Linked DNA regions of Mus musculus: region 1 is linked to region 2. A link is a contact called in public promoter capture Hi-C data. All regions are on one chromosome and are shown on one strand. The core of a region is the stretch at or near the end of the contact, and the rest is flanking DNA. Distances in the headings are between cores, read along the strand shown.

Region 1 (2,700 bases), core at 184-2,683, 4.6 Mb before region 2:
TGGTCTACAAAGTGAGTTCCAGGACAGCCAGGGGCTATACAGAGAAACCCGGTCTCGAAAAACCAAAAAATAAGGGCAAGTGTCCTTATCTGAGGACAGACACACACAAACACAAATGAAGTCTGTAAACAATTTGGATCTCATTTAAGCCATTTTGCTCCTAGGTTATTCTCGGTTGTCTCCGATATTCTCATTCCTAGATACCTGACGCCAAAAGTTCCACGGGTAGTGGACTTTTCGGTGAAATATATCAAAGTGGAACTTTGAAAATCGCATGTGAAGTAAATTTATAAGGCTTTTCCTTCACAAATCATCATCTCCCAATCAACTCTTGGTTCATTGAAAGTAAAATACGTCACTAGGCATGGTGGTACGCGCCTTTAATCCCAACAATTGAGAGGCAGAGGCAGGCGGATTCTTTTGAGTTTGAGGCCACCCTGGTCTACAAAGCCAGTTCCAGGTCAGGCAGGGCTGTTACAGAGAAACCTTGCCTCGAAAACAAATCAACAAAAATCCTGACAATACAGACAGGAGAAAAGCGTCACTATTACAACATTAAAAAAAAAAAAAGCCACAGAAACATCCACGTCACACACGACCAGTTTACACCAGGTGAAGAGGACAGGCATCCTTTGTTCCCGCACAGGCCCCACAACCAGCGATTCCGGGTACCTTCCAGGACCACGGTAAGTTAAATCTTAGGTACCCGGCTGCCCTTCCGCCTGCCGGGAATCTGCTAGAACACCCCATAGTCAAGTCCAAGCTCCAAGCGTCCCGAAATGCCGGCACTTTCCGTGTCACGCCGGGGGAGAACTTAGCACACGCACCCCTAACTCCCACACATCCCGCCCCGCGACGCGGCGCGGAACACCCAGCCGCGCACAGGGCCACCGCAGCGCTCACCCCGCTGCCGCGCAGGCGCCGGGCGAGCCGGGACTTGCGGTCGCCCCGCGGATCATTCCGCCGCAGCCTTTGTGTGGCCGAACGCTAGAAATGGCTTATTTCCTTTCTCCCCGTTTAAAGTCAGAAGCAGACCCTCTCATCCCTTTCTCCCGCCGGAACGGGGCTGGGGGAGGGCGGCGGCAGGCTCGCTCCCGGGGCCAGTGGGGCGGAAACGGGCGCGGGTTGGCGAGGCCGCCGCAGGCATGCTGGGAGCTCGGCCGCCGTGTCCCTCCGCGCCGACGGGGACTTTTCGGTGGGGATTTTGGGCGCCGAGCAGACGCGGCATTTTCGGAAAATAGCGCCCTGTGCAGCGAAGCGCTCTGTGTGTGGCGGGGCCGCGTCTGCCCTGACGGCTCCGAGGCGCCGCGGTCCCCGCACCTCCTCCCGCTGCTCCCCCGCCGCCGCTCCCGAAGCTTTTCCAGGTCAGTGCGGGTCTGTGTAGGGCCCTGTTACCACCGGATGTGGAAGTTGATCTCTTCGCTGGTAAAAAATAATTCCACTTCCCCCGGAACCCAGATCATCCCCGCGATTTCCTGTTTATTGCATTAAGGCGCCGGGTTTCCGGGGCTCCTGGCCCCGCTTGTTTGGCGGGGGTCGGCGGGGTCGGCCTGGGTGTCCGTGCTGCCGCCGCCGCCGCCGCCGCGCTTTGTCCGCCCGGCGCTTGGCTTCTGGGAGGGGCGGCAGACATGGTGGCGGCCGCCGCCCCCTCCTCGGTCAGGCGCCGCGGCCTCCTGCGGGCCCCACGGGTCGGGTCTGCGGTGGGGTCGCCATGGCCGTGGGGGTCCGGGCCGGCGGGGCAGGCGGCGGGAGAGGCGGCGCTGTCCCCGCCCGCTCCTTTGTCTCGGCGGCCTGAGGGCCTGGCCTGGCCGGGCCGACGACAAGCGGGAGGGAAGGCCGGGCCGCGCTGCCCCGCTGGGCCCCGCGGAGCCCGGGGCGCTCGGGTTTCGGCCCGAACAGCCGGGTCGGGGCAGGGTAGACGGGCCAGTCCGGAAGGGACGGAGCCTGCCATTCTCAGTGGCCGAGACTTTTGCCCCGGAGACTTCGCCACCGGAACCCACGCGAGCGCGGGTGCGGAAAGAAGCCGCGAGTTTCGTCGGTCATGTCTTGCCTGGGCACAGATCGGTGTTGAGTGTGCTGTTGTGAACCTCTCCCACGGCGTTGAAGCCGCGGGCTTAGCCTTGAAGTGTGCATCTCCAAAATGAGAGCGAAGGAAAGCGGGCCTACCTGCTGGCTTTTTTTCCCTTGAAGCTTTTGCTTTAAGCCCATTTCCACTGTGTCTAGCAGACACATTTGCTTTAAAGCAGGGAGCGAGACCACAGTACTTCTGAAAGAGAGCTTCATAACGTGGGAGTAATTTTTAAGAGTTCTTTCTGCAGACACTGTGGTTTGTTGTCTATTCAGGCAAGTTACTTTCTGAAATGTAATTTTTATCTGGGGGTAAAAAAGAACGGTGGTGTGCTTTTTCTAGGGAAGTAGTGGCCTTCCCAGAATTGAAAACGCACCGAATTTAGTACGCAGACGATAGTCTACCTCACAGAGATTCACCCAGATTAATTTAAATATAACTGATAGCTTTTTGGCTCTTAGGCCTTCAGACTCTGACTTTTTAAGTTTTAAGGGAACTGATGGCTCTTATCCCTTTATTCGCTTTTCTTATTTTGTCAAAAATGAAAAGTAACGTGTCAACTCATGACTTAGGCAAGAGTCACATTGTTTTGCACTTTCGAAAGTCTTTTTTAAAGCCTAGTTTAACAGAAA
Region 2 (2,872 bases), core at 23-2,522:
TCAACAGCACTATTATTAACTTCATTATTAACTTCAATGTACACAAAGATCACTTCATTCCTCAAATTCAGGCTGTCTGGTAAAGTAGACATACACTTCAGCAAAGTTCAGAGTAAAAATGAAAAATCCAAACAGTATATCTAAAGCTGTAAGATGAGCCCGTGAGAGTTTTTAAGAACAATAAAGGTGAATAGGACTCGAATTTACAATACAAAAAAAAAAAAAAACAAACAAACCACTGGCCCCTGGTCTACCACAACCACCAACTCTTTGGGGTTTTTTTCTAAGCCTGTCTGTCCCTGTGTAGATGAATAACTGTTAGCTCTGTTTTTCAGAGTTCACAGTTCTGTCCACTAACCCGATGGTTATCTCAGTGCTCTCAGTTCATCCTTCTTACCACAGGGTGGGGGAAGGGAGAGCTAAAAGTTGTTTTACTACTCCAATTCTAGTTTAGAAAATTCAATGTATTTTCTCCATCTAATCGCTCAAACGAGCTACCGGCCTTCACAATCATACCTAAGTTACTGACACATGGGAGAGCCGAACTAGGAAAAGCGGATCCACGACTTTCCATATGGGACAAACACTGAAACCGAGTTCCCGATCTGTTCGCCTAGTTTCGGTGAGAGGTTCTGGACTGCGAAGATAGCACGTGGGCCGACCGGACTGCTGCTGTCACTTCTCGTCTCCAGTTAGGTTCCAGGCCAGAGAGCCGACCCTCGGTGAAGGGCTGGGGCCCAGGCGGTCACCACCCTCCGCAGAGTCCGGCCGGACAAGCTGCCGCCTTGCTGCCCACATGGCCGTCCAGCCGAGGGAACCTCCGGGCCGAAGCTCACGCGGGACCCACGGCCCGCAGGCCCGGGCGGCGCCCCGGGGGCCCGATCTCCCCGCCCGCAGCCGGCGCCCACGGGCGTAGCCTGGCTCCCGGGCCCGAACCTACCTTCACGTCCTCGTCCTCGTCCTCGCCTTCCCAGCGGTCCCCGCCGGCCGTGCCGCCGCCCGCGACCTTCCGCACCGGGTCCTCCATAGAGAACGTGTCCGCGTCTACGGAAGAGAGCGAGTCGCGTTAGTACCCGCGTGGGAGCGGGGCCGCCACAGCCCGCATTTGGGCCGGAACTTCTGCTCACCCCAAGAGTCTGAGTCCCCCGCCGCCGCTGCCGCCGCCGCCGCCGCCGCCATCTCGAACCGGGGGTGAGCGTGTGCGATGGGAAGAGCTGCGAAGAGTTAGCGCGGCAGAGGTGAGTCACTGGGCTGGCTCTCGTTGGCCCGCGCAGGGCAGGCTGGGACAGTGGCTGACTGGGCGCCCGGCAGAGGCTCCGCCCCACGGGCGACGCGCGCGGCAGGGGCGGGGCGGGCGGGGTGGGGCGACGCTGGGCTGGGAGACGCGGACCAGCCTGGTCCCCCCAAGCCACACCCCTCACCCCCTCATCCCCCACCCCCCGCGAGAAGAGAAAGGAAGTGCGCACGCGTGAGTCGGGCGGTGCTCGGCTAGCGAGTGGGTCTTCTAGTGCTGGCTGATCGTGAGCCGGCAGCAGGCGAGCAGCGAGGAGGAAGTGGACAGGGCAGATATCCCGTGGCCTCCTAGCATTCGGGCACGGAGATGGAAGTATACTCCAAGTCTCCCTGGTTCTCCCTTCCGGTGATCACCCGAAGTCCTGCACGGTGATTGTTTTGGCGAAAACATTTCGGAGTTCCGTGGTCCGTCCCAGGCTTATTCTAGTTTGTCCTCAACACAGTAGCAAAATAGTTATGTAAACAGATTTCGACACAGTGCAGTGGCTGCAACAAAAAGAAGCATTATGAGGTTAGATGTTAAAAAGGTAGCATTAACGACGACGGAAGTTTCAGTTTTCTGCCCGCGGTAGGCACTGGTGAAGCTGGAGTTTGAGAAACCAAGTGACTTGTGCTCCGGTGCATTTCTGGTAGAGAGAAGGCTTGTGGTGCTCATCTGAGTGCATTCTAACAGGTAAACTGATAAAAAGAACCTAAAAGGAGCAAAATTCTCTCCCCCTTGGCACAGGGCTTCCCAGTAAGGACATTAAGAAGGAAGGAGCTAGTTTAGATATTGTCTGATTTTCCAATATATTCATTGTTTTTAAAGTTTTTTGTTTTGTTTTGCTTTGTTTTTAAGACAAGTTTCTCTCTGTAGCCTGGGCTGTCCTGGAACTCGCTCTGTGAACCAGGCTGGCTCCCAGGTGCTGGGATTAAAGGCATGAGCTTAGGTTTTAAGTCTTTAAAAAAAACAGACACACATCAGCCATTCTTAGTACTTTCCGTTTCTTGTGTATTTTTCGTCTACAAGTAAACATTTTATAAGGTGGTCTTTCAAGAAATGTTCTACCGCAATTTTTTTGTGTTTGTTTGTTTGTTTGTTTGTTTTCGAGACAGGATTTCTCTGTGTAGCCCTGGCTGTCCTGGAACTCACTCAGTAGACCAAGCTGGCCTCAAACTCAGAAATCAGCCTGCCTCTGCCTCCCGAGAGCTGGGATTAAAGGCGTGCGCCACCACGCTCAGCTGTTCGACAGCATTATTAAAATGAGAGATGACGCTCTATAAAAGAAAGCATCCGCCCAGCGTGGTGGCACACGTGGTGGCCAGCCTGGTCTACAGAGTGCCAGGACAGCCAGGGCTACACAGAGAAGTCCTGTCTCAAAAAACCAAAAAAAAAAAAAAAAAAAATCCATTTATGATTTTACAAAGTACCTAGTACATAAGTATAGGATAAAACCAAGAGCCTCTGCCTTCCTTGCATTACCACTGAGCTATGCGATTTCCAACTCGAATGAATTAATTCTGCAAGGATAACTCAAGCCCAAATTAAGCCAGTGACAATGGAGAGGAAGGAACCAGTCTGAAAACTATTTTAAGGTCA

What was found. Promoter capture Hi-C pulls out the DNA fragments that hold promoters and counts their contacts.
Region 1: a contact with region 2 is called in a promoter capture Hi-C map of pre-B cells, with 3 times the contacts expected there. The contact joins the promoter of A630026N12Rik here to the promoter of Eif3j1 in region 2. A contact is called at or near these places in 2 of 39 promoter capture datasets (cranial neural crest and pre-B cells).

What each region holds. Positions count from the first base shown.
Region 1 is chr2:126,674,020-126,676,719 of GRCm38.p6, reverse strand. It overlaps A630026N12Rik (RIKEN cDNA A630026N12 gene), which reads left to right and starts at 1,433. Exons shown (of 1, transcript NR_166192.1): 1 at 1,433-2,700. Gabpb1 (GA repeat binding protein, beta 1) reads left to right here and starts at 1,128. Exons shown (of 9, transcript NM_001271468.1): 1 at 1,128-1,364.
Region 2 is chr2:122,026,980-122,029,851 of GRCm38.p6, reverse strand. It overlaps Eif3j1 (eukaryotic translation initiation factor 3, subunit J1), which reads right to left and starts at 1,272. Exons shown (of 8, transcript NM_144545.4): 1 at 1,128-1,272; 2 at 941-1,044. The coding sequence starts at 1,179.